Linked DNA regions of Sus scrofa: all the other regions are linked to region 5. A link is a contact called in public Hi-C, HiChIP or PLAC-seq and promoter capture Hi-C data. All regions are on one chromosome and are shown on one strand. Each heading gives the region's core, a stretch centred on a gene start, on an enhancer-like site or on the middle of the called end of the contact. The rest is flanking DNA. Distances are from core to core; before and after follow the strand shown. Region 1 holds the start of DYRK3 (dual specificity tyrosine-phosphorylation-regulated kinase 3). Region 2 holds the start of NUCKS1 (nuclear casein kinase and cyclin dependent kinase substrate 1). Region 3 holds the start of IKBKE (inhibitor of nuclear factor kappa-B kinase subunit epsilon). Region 4 holds the start of MAPKAPK2 (MAP kinase-activated protein kinase 2). Region 5 holds the start of SRGAP2 (SLIT-ROBO Rho GTPase-activating protein 2).

Evidence for each region. Promoter capture Hi-C pulls out the DNA fragments that hold promoters and counts their contacts. Hi-C and Micro-C count contacts between places; a contact is called where the count stands out from the background. HiChIP or PLAC-seq counts read pairs in DNA pulled down with a chosen protein or histone mark.
Region 1: a promoter capture Hi-C map of fetal liver shows a contact between it and region 5, with 2.2 times the contacts expected there. The contact joins the promoter of DYRK3 here to the promoter of SRGAP2 in region 5. A contact is called at or near these places in 1 of 5 promoter capture datasets (fetal liver), 1 of 47 Hi-C or Micro-C datasets (heart right ventricle) and 1 of 2 datasets of contacts at active chromatin or transcription factors (alveolar macrophages).
Region 2: a contact with region 5 is called in a Hi-C map of liver, with 6 times the contacts expected there. The contact joins the promoter of NUCKS1 here to the promoter of SRGAP2 in region 5. A contact is called at or near these places in 4 of 47 Hi-C or Micro-C datasets (heart right ventricle, liver and skeletal muscle).
Region 3: a contact with region 5 is called in an H3K27ac HiChIP or PLAC-seq map of alveolar macrophages. The contact joins the promoter of IKBKE here to the promoter of SRGAP2 in region 5. A contact is called at or near these places in 2 of 5 promoter capture datasets (fetal liver and liver), 2 of 47 Hi-C or Micro-C datasets (fibroblasts and liver) and 1 of 2 datasets of contacts at active chromatin or transcription factors (alveolar macrophages).
Region 4: a contact with region 5 is called in a promoter capture Hi-C map of fetal liver, with 2.4 times the contacts expected there. The contact joins the promoter of MAPKAPK2 here to the promoter of SRGAP2 in region 5. A contact is called at or near these places in 1 of 5 promoter capture datasets (fetal liver), 3 of 47 Hi-C or Micro-C datasets (heart right ventricle, liver and skeletal muscle) and 1 of 2 datasets of contacts at active chromatin or transcription factors (alveolar macrophages).

The regions. Positions count from the first base shown.
Region 1 is chr9:67,267,180-67,270,353 of Sscrofa11.1, forward strand. It overlaps DYRK3 (dual specificity tyrosine-phosphorylation-regulated kinase 3), which reads left to right and starts at 1,421. Exons shown (of 4, transcript XM_021063317.1): 1 at 1,421-1,700. The coding sequence starts at 1,624.
Region 2 is chr9:66,433,868-66,437,094 of Sscrofa11.1, forward strand. It overlaps NUCKS1 (nuclear casein kinase and cyclin dependent kinase substrate 1), which reads right to left and starts at 1,623. Exons shown (of 7, transcript NM_001244237.1): 1 at 1,426-1,623. The coding sequence starts at 1,442.
Region 3 is chr9:67,121,627-67,124,789 of Sscrofa11.1, forward strand. It overlaps IKBKE (inhibitor of nuclear factor kappa-B kinase subunit epsilon), which reads left to right and starts at 1,429. Exons shown (of 22, transcript XR_002335790.1): 1 at 1,429-1,875; 2 at 2,461-2,550.
Region 4 is chr9:67,312,920-67,316,203 of Sscrofa11.1, forward strand. MAPKAPK2 (MAP kinase-activated protein kinase 2) reads left to right here and starts at 1,732. Exons shown (of 12, transcript XM_003130462.6): 1 at 1,732-2,135; 2 at 2,138-2,343. The coding sequence starts at 2,027.
Region 5 is chr9:66,836,480-66,839,503 of Sscrofa11.1, forward strand. It overlaps SRGAP2 (SLIT-ROBO Rho GTPase-activating protein 2), which reads left to right and starts at 1,588. Exons shown (of 23, transcript XR_002335789.1): 1 at 1,588-1,744. FAM72A (protein FAM72A) reads right to left here. Exons shown (of 5, transcript XM_021063305.1): 1 at 2,594-3,024; 2 at 1-105. The coding sequence starts at 29.

The DNA of each region.
Region 1 (3,174 bases), core at 171-2,670, 430 kb after region 5:
GTCTGCAACCTACACCACAGCTCACGGCAACGCCGGATCGTTAACCCACTGAGCAAGGGCAGGGACCGAACCCGCGACCTCATGGTTCCTAGTCGGATTCGTTAACCACTGCGCCACGACGGGAACTCCAGGGTGAGGTTTTAAAAAGAGCTTATTGATAAGATTAGAAAAAAATTTAGATATCGGGGAAGAAAACGTTTGAATTTGTAGTTATATCTTAGGGTAAAGAAACATGGATCACAAAGAATAAAGTTTCCCAAAACCGAAACATTCTTAATTTATAAAGCGAAGAGCCTTTGGATTTTAAGGACATTTTTACTTGAAGGTATGAGAACAGGGAGTATGACTTTTAGTCACACGGAAATGAGCCTTGGATGGAAAATTTCAGATTTATGGACTATGCTTTGCCGAGTTAGGACAGTAAGTCCCCAATCCCCACCAGGTGGCGCCCATGTTCAGCATTTTAAGAACATTTCGTTCTCTTGGTCAGGAGGCCTGCCTCGTGCTTTGTAAATGTAGAAAATCCGACTGGATGTCACACTCAAGAAAACAACACTGGTATTCTTTTATTTTAACCTCTTTCTCTTTCACTTCAGATATGGAAATCCGCTTAACATTGGTGCTGCCGAGGTACCTTAACTTTTCAGAAAATGAAGAGGGAAAACTCCCACCCATTCCAAGGAAAAAGGAAGAGATTTCCAGGGGACCTGGTGCAGCAGGAGGGAGCCTGGGAATTTGGAGACAGCTGGCTCAGGCTTCGCCAACTAGATGATCCCGAGGAAGCACGGCTTCTCTGGCCTCGGTTTTCTCATCCGTAAAATGGCTCTTAGAGCCCTACCATGCGTGGGATCCCATTAAAAGGAAGTCAGACAAACCTCAGCTTAAATTCCGGATCCTAGTTAATTTAAATCTAAAAGAAATCATCATCTGGTATGATTTCTGAGGTTAAATAAAATGTTCGTAGCGCAGGTAGTGTCACAAAATGGGTTATTATTGCTCTCCTTCGTTAACTCATTATTCTCCGGAGGGACAACTCCTCGGTGAGCAAGTCTGAAAAGTTATTTATTTAATCATATTCAAGGCAGGTTTTAGAACGCCTGGCTGCAACCTGCTAAGGGACAGTTGACCGTGAGGGGCGGACCGCAGTTCTGTCGCAGAAATCCGGGACTAAGTGCTATTTCACAAACCCGCCTTAGGGCCTGTCTCCCTCCCGCGCCGGAGCGCCCCGGCCTCAACCTGCGGCCAAAGAACCTCCGCTGCCCAGACAGCAGAATCTGTACCTCCGGCCTCCAGGAGCCGGCTGCAGCATCGTACAAGCTCGCCTCATGGTAGGGAGAGGCTTCACCCCGCCCTTGTGCGTCAACGCGTAGTTGCGCAGAGGCGTTTCCCGGGGCGTGCCGCGGTTGCTAGGCGACCACTCCGCTCCCCCTCCCGCCCTGGTGCTTGTCTTGCTGTTCCCGTCCGGGGCCAGTCCCGAGCAAAGGCGCGTGGAGCTGCAGTGTCTGGACGCGAGTTCCTGGGGAAGCGTCGCGTTCCGGGAGGCAGCCGCCCTAGTGCAGGTGGACACTGCCTGCTGGATCCTTCAACCGCCGCCCCTCCCCCCCGGGGGTCCCGAGCTGACGGATGGGAGGCACCGCTCGCGGGCCCGGGCGAAAGGATGCGGGGCAGCCGGGAGCTGGACTCCCGCCCCAGCAGCGGAGGTAACGGCGCCGCGGGGTAACGGGCTGGGGCGCCCCAGTGAGCAGCCGGCTCTGGCAGACGAGATCTGGGGGTGGGGAAGAGCTGGGCTGGAGGTTGAGCGAGACCCCCGCTCGAGGGATGAGGCGAAGGGGTCTGACCCTCTCTCTCCTAGGGACCAAGCCACCCTCTTCCTCTCCATCAGCTCCCCTCCCCCCAGCCCAGCGTGGGAGGGGGCTAGAGCGGAGTTAGGGAAAGGAGAATCCCCACCTTCTCCAGACTATCCCTGAAGCCTAGATTGGGGGTATATGGTAAGGAACTCTTAAGAAGCTAGGACTTTTTATGAGGCATTTTAGCAAACTGGAGGAGACAGGGAGCAACACTTTTCAAAGTCCTGTTGCATAGAGCAGATTACCAAGGGCTGAACTCTATGGGCTTTGCCGCGAGGGGTGCGGTCTGGCTCCGGATGTGCAGGTGAGAGGCTCAGCCGAGGAGGGCTTTCTGCCGATCCTATTTTGAGAGATTCGCCACCTTGCCTTGTGTTTTTACACCACAATGGAGAGTAGGAACCCCCCCCCCACACACACACACACACTTCATTTGCATGGAGACTTCCTTTGGGTAATTTCCTTTGGCTATTTATAGGAAATCTTGTAGATCTTCAGTCTTTTTCTTTAAATGTGTTCGCCTGTACCATTTTGTTTTGTTCGTGCTGTTGGCAGAGAGTCACATCTAGAATTTTTCGTTCTTGTCAATGAAGCATTTCTCGTTAAAGACAAATAATTCTATCAGAATGTGAGCATGGTTTTTCAAAAGAGAACATTCCAAAAATATTTGTAGTAGATATTTTGTTTGTTTGGTTTTTGTTTTGGGGTGGTTTTTTTTTTTCTCTTGGTATTCCTATAACACATCGATTAAGAAAACACTAGAACTAACTTTAGAGAACAGTTTTTAAAAGAAACTAAAATATTCCAGTTTCAAAGATTTAAAAAAAATTCTTCGCTTGCAGCTAGGTCATTATCATTGTATTTATATCATGTAAAAATGATACAATGAAATGCTGATATGTGTTACTGGGAAATGCACGTTCTTGGTGACAAATGAAATACATTATTCAGGGCCATCTTGGGGATTAAATAAATCCTCTCCCATCTTTTGTGTTCCCTTATAGTGGTGGAGACACTGTGTTAAAGAATAGAGAAATGATCCTTGATCATTTGGCATTTAGCTTCCACCAGCCACAGAAAATTAAGTGGGTAAAGACGTGAAATTAGTACATTTTGTAATAGAATCCCTTTAGTATTTGCTGTAGAATTCACTGTCTTTTTCTACAAGTTAGATAGATGTTAAGTAGGTAGATGAATGGATAAATCAAAATAAGACAGCTCTAAGAAGACCTTTTATTTCTTGCTTGTAAGACCCAGAGTAGGTGGACTGGAGCTATTCTTCCCTTTACAACATGTGGAAACCGGTTCAGAGAGGAGGGTAGTGTAGCCG
Region 2 (3,227 bases), core at 373-2,872, 400 kb before region 5:
CCCCCGAGCGTAGGAGTAGGCAGCCCATACTACCACCAGCTGGAGATGGATGATCTAGTCTGGAAACAGAATGGTGTGGAACAAAACCCTTTCCGGGGTTCCAAACCTCCCTTTAGAGCTCTAGGTCAAAATACTTCCGTTTTTCACAAAACTTGGAATGAAGTACGGGAAGCAACAACTGTTAAAACATTAAAAAACTAACCCTTTACCTATTTATCCAGAAAACGCTATGCGAAGTAGCCAATATCTCACGCTGAAAGCATCAAGCATATTACATTAAAAAAAAAAAAAACATTTATTTGCAACAGGCCTCAACAGATTGGACTAAGCCACACCCCTCCATAAATGGCACATTCCATACAACAGCCAGGAGTAGACGGCAAAGGGCGATTCCACCGTCCGCTGGGGGAACAACAAACTTGTTGAAATTCTCAGAATAAAGTCTAACGATTAACCGAAATCTAGCCCCTTTATCATTAAAGTTATCCGGGATAAAGATTAGGTTACAAAAACATCCGAGACGTGTAGACTGCTAAGAGGAGAGAAAGAGGTAGCGGGAAGGAGAACCACCCGGGATTTGGGTCGAGCAGTTAACCCGCACCTCCCTGAGTAGGGGACATTTCCCCGAGGAAGGACATTCCTAGCCGGAGAGAAAAGCGAACTCGGGGTGTGGGGGAAGGGAGTTAACCCACTCAAAACTCCGACTTGGGCGAGAGGCTGCAGTCATTTTCCAGGGCCTAGTCCGGAACTCTCACTTTGGCTGGAGGGGAAAAGAACGGGTCCCGCCCACGCTCGGCCCGATCCGGGAGGCGGGGCCCTGCTGCGACCCTGGAGGACGGAGGCGGGGCCCGGCAGCAGGGTCGCCCCTCCCCCTTTGGATGGAACAACCCCCCCCTCCGCTGGAGAAAGAGGGCTGAGTTCCCCCCGCCCCACGCAAGCCGAGGGGGGAAGGGGGTAAACCACTGGAGATAGAGGGCAGTCTTCCGCCACCCCCCTCAATTATGGGGGTGGGGGCCGAGACTGAGTCCGCTAGTCCCCCACCCCCGCCGGCTCCAAGGGGCCGGCCCGGAGGAGGTGGGGCCTGGGTGGGGGCACTGACTTCACACCCCTCCCCCTCCGGCCGCTGGCGGTTCAGGGAACACCCCGCCCGCTCCAGTGCGGCGAGTGGGGGAGGCAGCAGAGCAGCCCCGAGCCCTGCAGCAGCGCGGGGCGGGGAGAAGCGCGCGCAGAAGCGCGCGGCCGCCACCCCCACGCAGACCCGCGCGCCAGCAAGGCCCCCCACGCTCAAGGGCGCGCGCGGGCCCCGAAAGGGAGGAGGCCGCGCGTGGCACAAGAGAAGGCCGACTCTAGGCTTCTGTCCCCCACTCCTTTACCACTCACCCCAACCCCCTCCAACCCGTTCCAGGCCTCGGACTCCGCACTGACCTGACAGGCCGAGACATGTTCGCTGTCGAAACAGGACCGAGTCGAGAAGCCAAAGACCAGGACCCCCCCCACCCCGCGCGCTCGGCGCCCCACCCCCCCCAACTTCGGCCGATAGGGCCGCTGCCGCCGAACCCCGAGCTGCTGGCTTCTCAAACTCCGCCGCTCCTAGGTTCAGGGCCCCTTAATCTGACGAGCCCCCCGCTCCCCCGTCTCTTCAAAATGGATGAATCAAACCAGCCGAAAATGCGCCAAAGCCGCGGTACAGCCAAACCCACTAGGGCCTGTGGGCTCCGCCCCAACAGGACCGGTCATTGGTGGCCTCTGCCAGATGCGCCGAGCTCATTAGTCCGTTTGAATCATCACGTATCTCAGGCCCCGCCCCCTCCGTGAGATCCTGTTAGTCAAGATGCTCTGAGAGCGCAAGGCCGCAAAACAAAAATGGTCGCTGCTCGGCCCGCCCCCTGGTTTCCACTCCTGCGTTGCAGATTCGTCTTGGGTCGCATCTTGGGACGACTAGGAAAAAAGATTTACGAAAGATTCAGTGTCTTTTAGTGTTAGTTTAATGATGTATCATTTCACCTGGCTTGATCATCTAGAAACTCCACTAATAGCAAAATCTGTGGGATAAGCAGCTGATTCGTCAGGAAGGTACTGCTTCTGAATTGGAGGGAAATTCCATAGGTTCAAAAATTTTGACCTTAAATCCACAAACCCCTTCTCCGTGCTTCAACATTAGCCCTCAAGACCCCAACCGCTGCTAGACCAGAGAGGCAGGCTCATAATCAAGGAATAACTTCACGACAAATTTCCATTCTCTGTTCTGCCCCTAGAGATCACTTTGAGGTCTTTAAAATCCCAGTCATGAGCATCATTTTGGGGGACCAAATGATTAGGAGCATGAGCTCTGGACCAGAAGGTGTTTCAGACTGAACCTCAGGTCCACCACTGAATAGTTGCATAACTTTACTTCTCTGGGCCTCAGTTTTCTGATGTGTAAAATGGGGAACAATAGTACTTAACTCACAGAATTATTAGGATTAAATGAGTTGACTTTAATCAGTCAACTTTAGGACAGTCTCTGGAACACAGTAAGCGCAACATAAGTATTTGTTAAATTCAATCCCTTATCCCTGGATGGTGGGGGGGAGCAGCTGGCTCAAGACACAAGTGAAATAGCTGAGGGTAACTCAGATTATTAGATTTAAATCTGTGAACATTAGTTAGATGCATAAAACTCAGAGGTGGAGCTCAGGATCCCTATATGAATGGCCAGTGTGTACCCCACCATTGTAAAATAGACTTCAATCCCTGTCACAGGGAGTCTGTTAATAACCAACTGAAGATACACTCCATAAACAAACAAACAAACCCACCACTATCACCGCCTGAAAGTTTCCCCTTGTAAAATCTGGCTTCCCTAAGGGAAGAGAATGGCAGTCCACCAAGCAAAGCATTAAACAAGTCGTATTTCCTCTTCCATGTCACTCCACCTTTTCTCTGCTGAAAGTTGGTGGTGGTAGTTTAAATTAAAAAATAAAAATGGGGGGAGTTCCCATTGTGGCACAGCGGAAATGAATCTGACTAGGAACCATGAGGTTGCGGGTTCAATCCCTAGCCTCTGGCCTCGCCCAGTGGGTTAAGGATCCAGCTTTGCTATGGAGCTGTGGTATAGGTCACAGACACGGCTTGGATCCGGTGTTGCTGTGGCTGTGGTGTAGGAGGGCAGCAACAGCTCCAATAGCCTGGGAACATCCATATGCTGTGGGTGGGGCCCTAAAAAGCAAAGAGCAAAAAAAACAAAA
Region 3 (3,163 bases), core at 179-2,678, 280 kb after region 5:
GGCTACAGCTCTGATTGGACCCCTAGCCTGGGAACCTCCTTATGCCGTGGGAGCAGCCCTAGAAAAGGCAAAAAGACAATAAATAAATAAATAAACAAATAAACAAACCTCATAACATTCACCATGCTGTCCTGAACAGCTCTGGGGGGTGCCTAGGTCTCCCCTTTGTGTCCTTAGCACACAGTGCCTGCTTCCTAGTAAATGCTAGACACACAGGCTCATCGCCTTTGAGGGTGCCTGAGGCCCTAGGAAGGGGATCAGGCTTGCTGCAGAGAGCGCTGAGGCATAGGGGGTGCTGGTGAGCCCTGGGCAGTTTCATGGGGGGTGGGGAATGAGTAGAGCTTTAGCGATAGGGTAGGTTAGGTTGCACAATTCAGTGGCTTAAAACAACAAAGGTTGATGTCTCACCAAAGCAACGTGTCCCCTGTGGGCCAGCAGACGGGTTCTGCTCGACAGGCACTCAAGGACTGGGACCGAGAGGGAAGTCACAACGTCTACCAGAATCACACTGTCTGTGGTGGGAGTGTCTTGCATCAGCAATTAAATGCTTTGGTTAAGAAATCACATGGCCCCGCTGAATCAGAGGGTGCCAAGGAAGTGCAGCTCGATCGTACACCAGGCAAGGGGGAAGCTGGGAAGCCCATTGAAGTACAGGCCTGAAGGATGCTCCTTCTCCTGGGCCTGCTGGGAGAGCAGCTCTGGCTGCCGGAGGGGGTGTGGTTTATCAGCCAGTGCCGGATCCGCAAATGTGAGCACAAGGCCGTTCTCAACTGGGCTCCCGTTCTGGTGTCACTGTGCTAGGGGTGGGGCTGCCGGAGGAAACCACCAGGTGTGGCCATGGGAAAGTCCCTCCGACTTTCTATTGAAACATGGAATTTCCTGGCTTTAACCACTTCTTATCCAGCTGCCATCTCGGAGCTGACCAGAGCGGGACTGACGGACTTCCAGCCTCCGAGGACACCTGGTTTGGGGCATTGAGTCCCACTGGGAAGCTGGCACACCTGGGTGCCAGCCCCAGCCATCTCTGATGATCACGGGAAAACTGCTGCAGGTGTGTGAGCCTCCATGCCCATCTGTAAAGCTCTTTCCAGGTGCCCGTGCATTTCCAAATATACTGTCCCGTGTCACCCACATGAGCAATAGAGTCAACATTACCACCCTCATGCCTTGGATGAGAAAAAACTATCTGGCAGGGGTCGTGTGCTGTGCTCAAGGCCACACTGGAAGCATGGCCCGGGTTCCAGTGCTTGCTCTCAGACCTCTGCAGGCTCACTGGGAAGATGAGCCAGAGCCAGGTTCTCCTAGAAGTGGCTGCTCATTGGCTCTGAACCTCCCTGGGGCTCCTGGGGGTGTGGGAAGTTGGTTTTCCCAGGCTGCTCTGCACTTGGATAACTGGCCCAACCTGCTCTGTAGAGTCCAGGCTGAACGCTACACTTCCCTGCTCGGGTGAACCACAGGAGATACAGAAATAGCACCCCGCAGCCCACCACAGCCACTCAGCCTCAGTTCCCAGCCTCTTTGTGGTTCACGCCCTGGTCCTATGGCCTCCACTTGGGAACTCAGAGCATCCTCTTTCTCCTTCCTGCCGGGGGTGGCGGCAGCCCAGCTGCCTCTGTCTCTTTAAGAGAGAGAAAGAACGAAATCAGGAAGTGTGAGAGAGCTGAAAGCCGGCGGGCAGGGAGCTGAGCCAGTGCTGGCCTTTGCTCCCAGCTCCCCTAGCTCCCCGGAGTGGCACCGAGCCACTTCAACTTCAGATCCCCAGGGTTGGTGGCCACCAGGATGTAATGAGTGCTGCCTATGAATGACAAAAAGCCCTGACATCTCTGCGGGCGCCACGCAGTCCCACAAGCCTGCATGCCCCACAGCCGAGATGGGGTGAGTGTGCTGAGTCCACTGGGGGGGGGGGTTGAATGAGGGAGCCTGGGGGGCCAGGCAGCTCAGGGTCAGCACTTAGCAGAGTGTCGGGGTGCTGGCCCTGTCAGCCCAGGCTCATGGCCCTCCCTCCATCTCTCTGCGGCTGCTGCCCCTCCCCCCAGAGATGCCCTGTGCTCCATCTCCGGTGGGTACCCAGACTGCTTAGAGGCCCATGGCGGGAGGCGGGGGGGTAGGTGCGTGGAAGAGTGCTGCTACCACCTACGGTGCTCCTTTCCCAGGCTCGGCTTCCCAACACCTGAAGCCAGCAATCAGCTCTGCCTCCGTACTTTTCTTCTGCTTCTGGCGCCTGCCCTCAACAATCCTGGGGGCCTTCTCACTGGCCCAGGTCTGGGAGGCGGGGGTGGGAGTGGCCAGGAGAATCTCCTAGAGCTGGCGAGTTGGGCTGGAAACCCCCAGCTCTGTAGGGGAGGGTGACAAACAGGAAAGGGTTAAAGGGCTGGGGCCGCAGGGGGCGCCTTTGATGGAGGCTGAGAATCACACAGCACCCAGGGGTGCCTCTCATCCGCCCTCTTCTTTCCGGTGTAGCTCAGCTCCTGGACTTGCCACAGACAGAAAACATAACACACACTCGCCCAGGAGAGTCTTTGCCTGATCCAGGACTGCTCAGAGCACGGGGTAAGTGCTTCTGGCCACAGTAGAGCCTGGAGGAGGAGGAAGAGGGCAAGGAAGGTGGGTGGGGCGGCAGGCTCAGGGCTCCACCACCCACCCTCATTCATTTGAATACCCCTGGAGGACAGTGAGAGCCCTTGCAGCACAATGGCTGCGGGGCTGGCGTCAGAGAGCACGCACAGCTGATCAGCTGCACTGTCCATCAGCTCCCAAGCACAGCCCCAGCAGGGCCAGGAGCAGAGCCCAGGGCGTGCTACCCTGTCCAGGGCTCTGCCCTCTGTGCCACACTGCCCATGCCTCAGAGCTTCAGCTATGCATCTGCCCCAGTGCAGCCCTGGGGAGGGTTTTGAAGGTGGTGACCTCTCCTCTGGCTGGGCCCTAGGCCTTGATTTCAGGATGTTCTACCTGATTTTACACTGCCAGGCCCCACTGGCTAAATCCTCCCCAGCCTTCGAGGGGAAAACCTCACCAGTTCATTCCTGCAGAGAGTTTCCCAGCCCCTCAGGTGCTTCTGTAAAATGCAAACACTAATCTATCTTCTGAAATTGGAATTGACCTCTGATCTCTTGAAGTGACCTCTGGCTCGAGTTGACCTTCTAAGATTTTGATTTTGATTTTA
Region 4 (3,284 bases), core at 482-2,981, 480 kb after region 5:
GAAACTCCAGCTCCTACAGATAGCTGAGAATCCCTCTGCCTTCACCTCTCAGACTTGCTTCATGCTACCTGCTGGTATCTATTTTCTTTCCCACAGATTGGCATCATCCACTAGGGCAAGGCTGAGCGTGGCACTTTGCAAAGTCAAGGTGTACACTAAATAAACTCAGCTCAGAAAGCAGGAGTACTGGAGTTCCCTGGTGGCTCAGCAGGTTAAGGATCTGGCATTGTCATTGCAGCAGCTGGGGTCGCTGCTGAGGCACAGGTTCTATCCCTGGCCCAGGAACTTCTGCAATGCCTGGGGGTGTGGCCAAAAAATTAAAAAAAAAAAAAAAAAAAGAGCTAGTATTCCTGTTAAGGGAACTGTTTTTCTCCTTGGCCCATGCAGCGAGCCCTGGGGTGAGTCCAGGAAGGGGTTGTGCTGGGAGGGTAACTTCTACCTTTCAGAATACCCCTCGTTCCTTCCCTGGAGCTCCTTGCCTGTCTGGGCTCCGTCTCCAAGGGCACCTGTCCTTAGGATGTTCCCTTCTCTGCTTCTCCCTGAGCTGAGTTTCTGCGGACAAGGGGGCTCTAGAGGGTTAGGGAAACATGCCAGGGGCCACAAATGGCCATAGGTCAAATCACCTTCTCTAATTCAGCCTTATCAGTAATTAAGCTGAGGTTTTGTCTTCCCCTGTCTGGTTTCTTTGTCTTATTTCTCAACTGGTCCACTAGTCCGAGTGGGCAAGAGGTCAGCAGCGGCGCATTTGAAGATCATCCCCAACCACCCATCAGAATATGCACAGAACCCCCCTGGCAGCTTATATGTAGGGCCTCCCCAATCTCCTTTCCTAATTAGGTCCAGCTAGAGCCTTGCTCTCTTCCACAGAGACATGGCATTACCCTGGACTAGAACTCGGCTTCTTCAAAAATACCCACTTTGGGGTCTTTTTTTCACGTTGGAAATCAGGACCTATTTCTCAGACTTTCCCTTGTTGGTACATAGTTTCCTGGACTTCGCCCCACACCCTATTCTTCCCACTGGGAGAGGTGCGCTGGCTTGCTCAGGATCCCACAGCTGGTTAATGGAGAGGCTTCCTGAATTCAGGCAGTCTGGATGTCCGTCCATCCTCTTCCTACTCTGTACCGCTTTTAAACTCATTTACATGAAAAAAAAAAAAGTTCAGAAGTATAATTACTAAATTGCTTATATTTTGACAACAGCAAATCTTTACTGAAAAACAAATTTATGAGAAAAGAAATGTAAAATTCATACGAAAGTGTCCAAGTGAAGAAATATTCCGTATTCTAGGATGAATGGCCTCTGTAACTCCAGCTCACCCCGTGGTCTCGTCTGGCTGATTCTTACTAGTCATCTCTCGCCTTCAAAATCCACCCCCCAGCTGCTGGTGTCTAGAAGAGCCAGACAATTGGAGAAAAGTCGATTTTCTATCTGATAATGCAGCTGCTTTCATACGCCTCCCCCTTCCCTTTGCGTGGCCCTGATTAATTAAGAACTAGGATTTCTCGGTCCCCACTCCCTGCCCAGAGCCCCAGTTCCCAGCTCCCTTCCTCCACACTCCGGACGCCTCTCGTCCTCCCCTTTAAGGCCAGCCCCTCCCCCACACCCACACCTCTCCGGCTCCGCCCCGCCTCCCCAAGCCCTGCCCCCTCCGACCCACCCCTTTAAGGACCGGCCCCGGACGCAGACGAGGCTGTGACGCGGCCGCCGGCCCCCGGGCTGGGTACTTTGTCGCGCGGCGGCTTCCCCCCCGGCCGGGCCCCCGCCATCCCGCGTTCTTCCGAGCTCCTGGCCCCCGGGGGGAGGGTGGGAGGGAGGGAACTGGGCCGGTGGGCGCCTGCGGCGCACGGCGGGACCCACGGAGCCCCGCGACCCGCCGAGCCTGGAGCCGGGTCGGGGCGGGGAAGCCGGCTCCAGCCCCGAGCAAACTTCGCAGCCGGGCGGGGGGTGGCGGGGACCCTGTCCGGAGCCGGAGGAGGGGCCGGCCGCGAGCCCTCCTGCCGCTGCTCCCGCGTCTCCGGGCACCATGCTGTCCAACTCCGGTGCTGTTCCCCAGCCCGCCGCTGCCGCCGCGGCCGCCCCATGCTGTCCAACTCCGGTGCTGTTCCCCAACCCGCCGCCGCCGCCGCAGCCCCCGCCCCGGCCCAACCTCACCCGCCGGCCCAGCCGCCGCCGCAGCCCCCGCAGCAGTTCCCCCAGTTCCACGTCAAGTCAAGCCTGCAGATCAAGAAGAACGCCATCATCGACGACTACAAGGTCACCACCCAGGTCCTGGGACTGGGCATCAACGGGAAAGTTTTGCAGATCTTCAACAAGAGGACCCAGGAGAAATTCGCCCTAAAAGTAGGTTTAGGGGCCAGGGGAGGAGTGGACGGGCGGAGGGGGGCTCCCGGGGACGACCCCTGGCGTCCCGGAGCGGCCGAAGCGCCCGGTGGCTCAGCAGGATCGCCGCGACGCTTGCCTCTGACGGGCGTCAGGGCTGCGGAGGAGTGGCCGCGACAGGGCTGTCCATCCCGCGCGCGCGAGGGGTTCCAAGTTCGCGGCAGGGGGGGCGAGGGGCCGCAGGAAGGTCAGGTCCCGGCGGTCCACGCCGCCCGAGATCGAGTTTCCGGTCACCTCCGGGTGTGAGTGGCGGGGACTCGAGAGGACTCGTGAGGACTCTGCCATTTTGGGTTTGAGCGGGATCCAGCCGAGTCGCAACGGTTTGGCTTCGGGACCGCTTCAGCTCATTTCCCCTCTGTCTCAAGGAAGTGATTTTCGGAGGTGGTTGTTCCCCATCCTCTCTTCCCTCCTTTCTTTCTTTCTGCGGGCACAAAAGGCCCATTACTCATTGAGTTGGTTGGTCGGTTGGCTTGGAGAAGTCGGATCTCAGAGGTTTATTTAGCCTCGCTCCTTATTTGGGAGCCGGAATGTGTGATTTCACTTCCCTGGGCCTCGAGAGTGCGGGTGAGCGGCCTTGGGGCGCGCCGGCCCAGGAGGTGCAAGGCTGGAGATTCCGCGGGGACACCGCACCCCCGCCTCACCCCGGCGCGGGGGAGGGATTGTTTTGATCCGAGAGCAGGCCCCCTCCTACCTTCAGTGCCTGTGAGGCTCCAGATGGGAGGCCAGCAGGCTCACGCGCAGTGTCTGCTGTTTCCATAGCTCCATTGATCATTGTAAACCGGATCTGTACACCAAGGCTTGGCCCGCGTGCTGATTCCGCAAATCGGAGGTGGCCACTTGAGTCCTGGACATGGGCGATTGGTGGACCGTAGGAGGGAGCATTTTCCTTGAGCTCCCTCTTT
Region 5 (3,024 bases), core at 338-2,837:
TCAGTGTCGCCCAGCAAAACAGCCTTCATTCCTCTATAGCTGAGCACTTGTTTACAGAATTTGCAACACAGGATGGACACGCGGCGGTCCTTGAAACTACAACAGCTGGTAGACATGGCGTCCGGGGAAGGATGAGATGTGGGATTTTCAAAGTGGAAACAAGAGCTATTCCTTTCCTAGTTTGATGCCCCAGGTTAAAAATCAAATTGCGAGGCCTCGAGCTTTTCTAGGCCCTAAAATCGAGAAGGGAATGAGTTCCTTTTCGATTTTCCCGTGGGAGGGTATAAGTAATATTTACTGAACAGGGACGGGAGAAATAGCAACTTTGACTTTCTCTTCAACTTTCGGGCAAGGGAGTGGAGAGGAGACAAAAGGCAAGCTGCCTCGGGAACTTTTCTGCAATATTCCCTTACTCCAGTCTAGAAGGATCCTTTACCCTTTAACTCCCGCCCCTTTGGCAATTCCCTCAGCTTCTCCCGTGTTTTATCTAAACCTTCCCTCTTAAGCCCCTCCCACGGAGAGCTCCAATTCCTCTCTCTGGGATCGCAGGCTAAGCTTTCCTACCCACGCCTCCTCTTTGGAAATCTTTCTCCTCTCCCCAGAATTCAGAAATCTCCTCAGCTTTCCCACTGGAAGGATCCTGGGTGCTTCTTAGGCCTCCCGCGACCCTCCTCTGTTCTGCTCGTTCGCGGGCCCACCGCTTCACTTCTCTCCCCGCAGCCCCCAGCCCTTAGCGTGCGGGCTCTCGCGCGGTTCCTCTCGCGTCTCTCTCCCCTCGGCTCTCCCTCGTGCCCCCCGCAGTCCCCTCAAGTCTCTCCCGAACGGCCGCTCCAGAGCGCGCGGTGGTATGGGTGGGGCGGGACAGAGGTCGCTTTGGGGGCTCAGACGGCGTTGAGGTCTCTGCCACCGATTGAGGTCTCTGCTACCGAACAGGTCGTTTTTTGCTCCCTCTTCCGCTCTCTCTGCCTTTCCAACAGGCTGTCAGTTTGAATTGCCAGCGTCGCGCACCGATTGGGAGAACTAGAGTTTGCCCACGTCCCGCATTGGAAGGCTTGGGAGCCTGCCCCTGGCGAGATCTTAGTGGCTAAGAAACCGTACGCCACGCCCCAGTAACGGTGCCTTGATCCACTCGGCTTTCTGGTTGGCGGATCTTGGCCACGCCCCCGATCCCATTGGTCAGCCCTGGGAGGTTGGGGCAAGACCTACTCCCGCCTCAGTGAGAGAAGCAAGGCACGCCCTTCGCGCTTTTTACTGGAAGACATTCTAAAGGTTCCCGCCGGTCTCTACTCTCTATTGGCTAAAACTCTCCGCAACGCCCCTCCTCTCTACCCCGGTCCAATTGGTCGTGCCTTCTCTCAGGAGTATGTGTTTGGCTGTGGGTTCCATTTTAATCCCGCCCATCAGTTCTACTTTGGGGTTCGGCCACCCTGGGAGGAGCTTACTCTGTGACCACGCCTCGGTAGTGCTAGTCACACCCCCAAGTTTCGCCAGCTCCTCCTCCTCATTCCAGGCCTCTCGGGATCAGCTATTTCTATTGGCTAAGAGCCCCATCGGTCGATAGAAAACGGGTGGTGATTGGCAAGGGGGTGGGCTCTGCTTCCCGGCGGGGTCCTGCGGAGTTGGCGGAGGCTCCTCCGGGGACTAGGGGACCGATCTGCGTAGAAGCGGGTGGCGGGGAAGAGGGGAGGAGAACTCTGTGTGGGAAGCGGAGCCGGGGGCCTGGGACCCGTCGCGTCAGAGCCAGGTAAAGGCTCCTTCCCTCTCCCCTTTTTCTTCCCGGCCGCGGAGCTGGAGCCCTGACTGAACAAACCCGGGCAGGGGCGGGAAGGAGAGGGCGCGGATGCTGCTTTCGGCAACGCTTTAACATTGTCGCTTGGAATATCTCAGACCCCCTCCCCCCATGACCTACTCCCAGTCTCCCAGTGCAGCCCATAATACTACTCAGGACTGCATCTCCGCCTATCACCATACTGCCTAGGACTCTGCGTTGGCTCACATGCAGCCGCGCAGTCCGCACCCAGCCCCCTCCCCAAGTCCTGCACATGGGCAGCCTCGGTCCACCTTTTGGCAACCGTCGGTGGCATCACTTGCAGCCATCAGCTGCCCTCTTACTCTGTCTCCAAGCCCCGGCAGACAGCCCAGTTACAGCCCTGGACCTAGAAGGATGGGTGTTCCGCACTGCTTCCGGGGCTCTTCCCCTGCCCGAGCCCCCAGCCGGACCTGAATGGCTCCTCTTTACGCGCTCCAGTTCCCAGACATATCTGGAACCGCAAAGTTGTTAACATCCTAGCGCTGCGTGTAGCATCGCGGCCCACAATAGTCTCCTAACTTCCCCCCCAGCCCCAGGGTTATCCTCCCTTTGCCCTCTCCCCGCCTATCAAGCGCGTGCAGAAGCTCCAGTTATCCCTGGCTCCCGTGCAGTCTTAGGACCCCACCTCTCACCCCCCTCCTCTCTTCCTGCCGGCCTGAATCACCACGCCGCTTCTGCTCTCCCTTCCTCCCTCAGTGCGGCCCTTTCTTCAGGCGGGGGAAGTGGGAGACTCCCGGCGCGGAAAGGGAACCGGGCGGCCCAGGAGGGAGAGTCGCCGCTTACAGCGCGTCTTGTAGCGAGACTCCCGGCACTACACTCCGCCCTCTTCTCTCCCGCCTCCTGGGCCTGGGTCGAAGCGGAATCTCCTAGGGCACCTCCTGGTGCGAGGAGTCGGGACTGCTGCCCTCACTGGCCTTGCCCTAACCCCCAGCCTGGGATTGGGTGCGGTATCTGAGATCTCTGGGCTTGGGTGACCAATTAGGGGTGGCATTTAGAGTCACTCTTGTCCCTGACTTGGGACAGGCGGCGGCTGCCTTCCGTCCCCCCGTCCCCCACCCCCGCCTTCCCGGTTTTCCCGACTCCGACCCTCGCCTCTAACCAGTTTCCTGCTTCTGCCGACCACATTGTTTTCCTGGATGTGTCCCGTGCCGAGCAGGCTTTTTCCTGCAGATCTACCCCCCCCGCCCCCCCCTGCAACATTTTGCTGCCAAGAG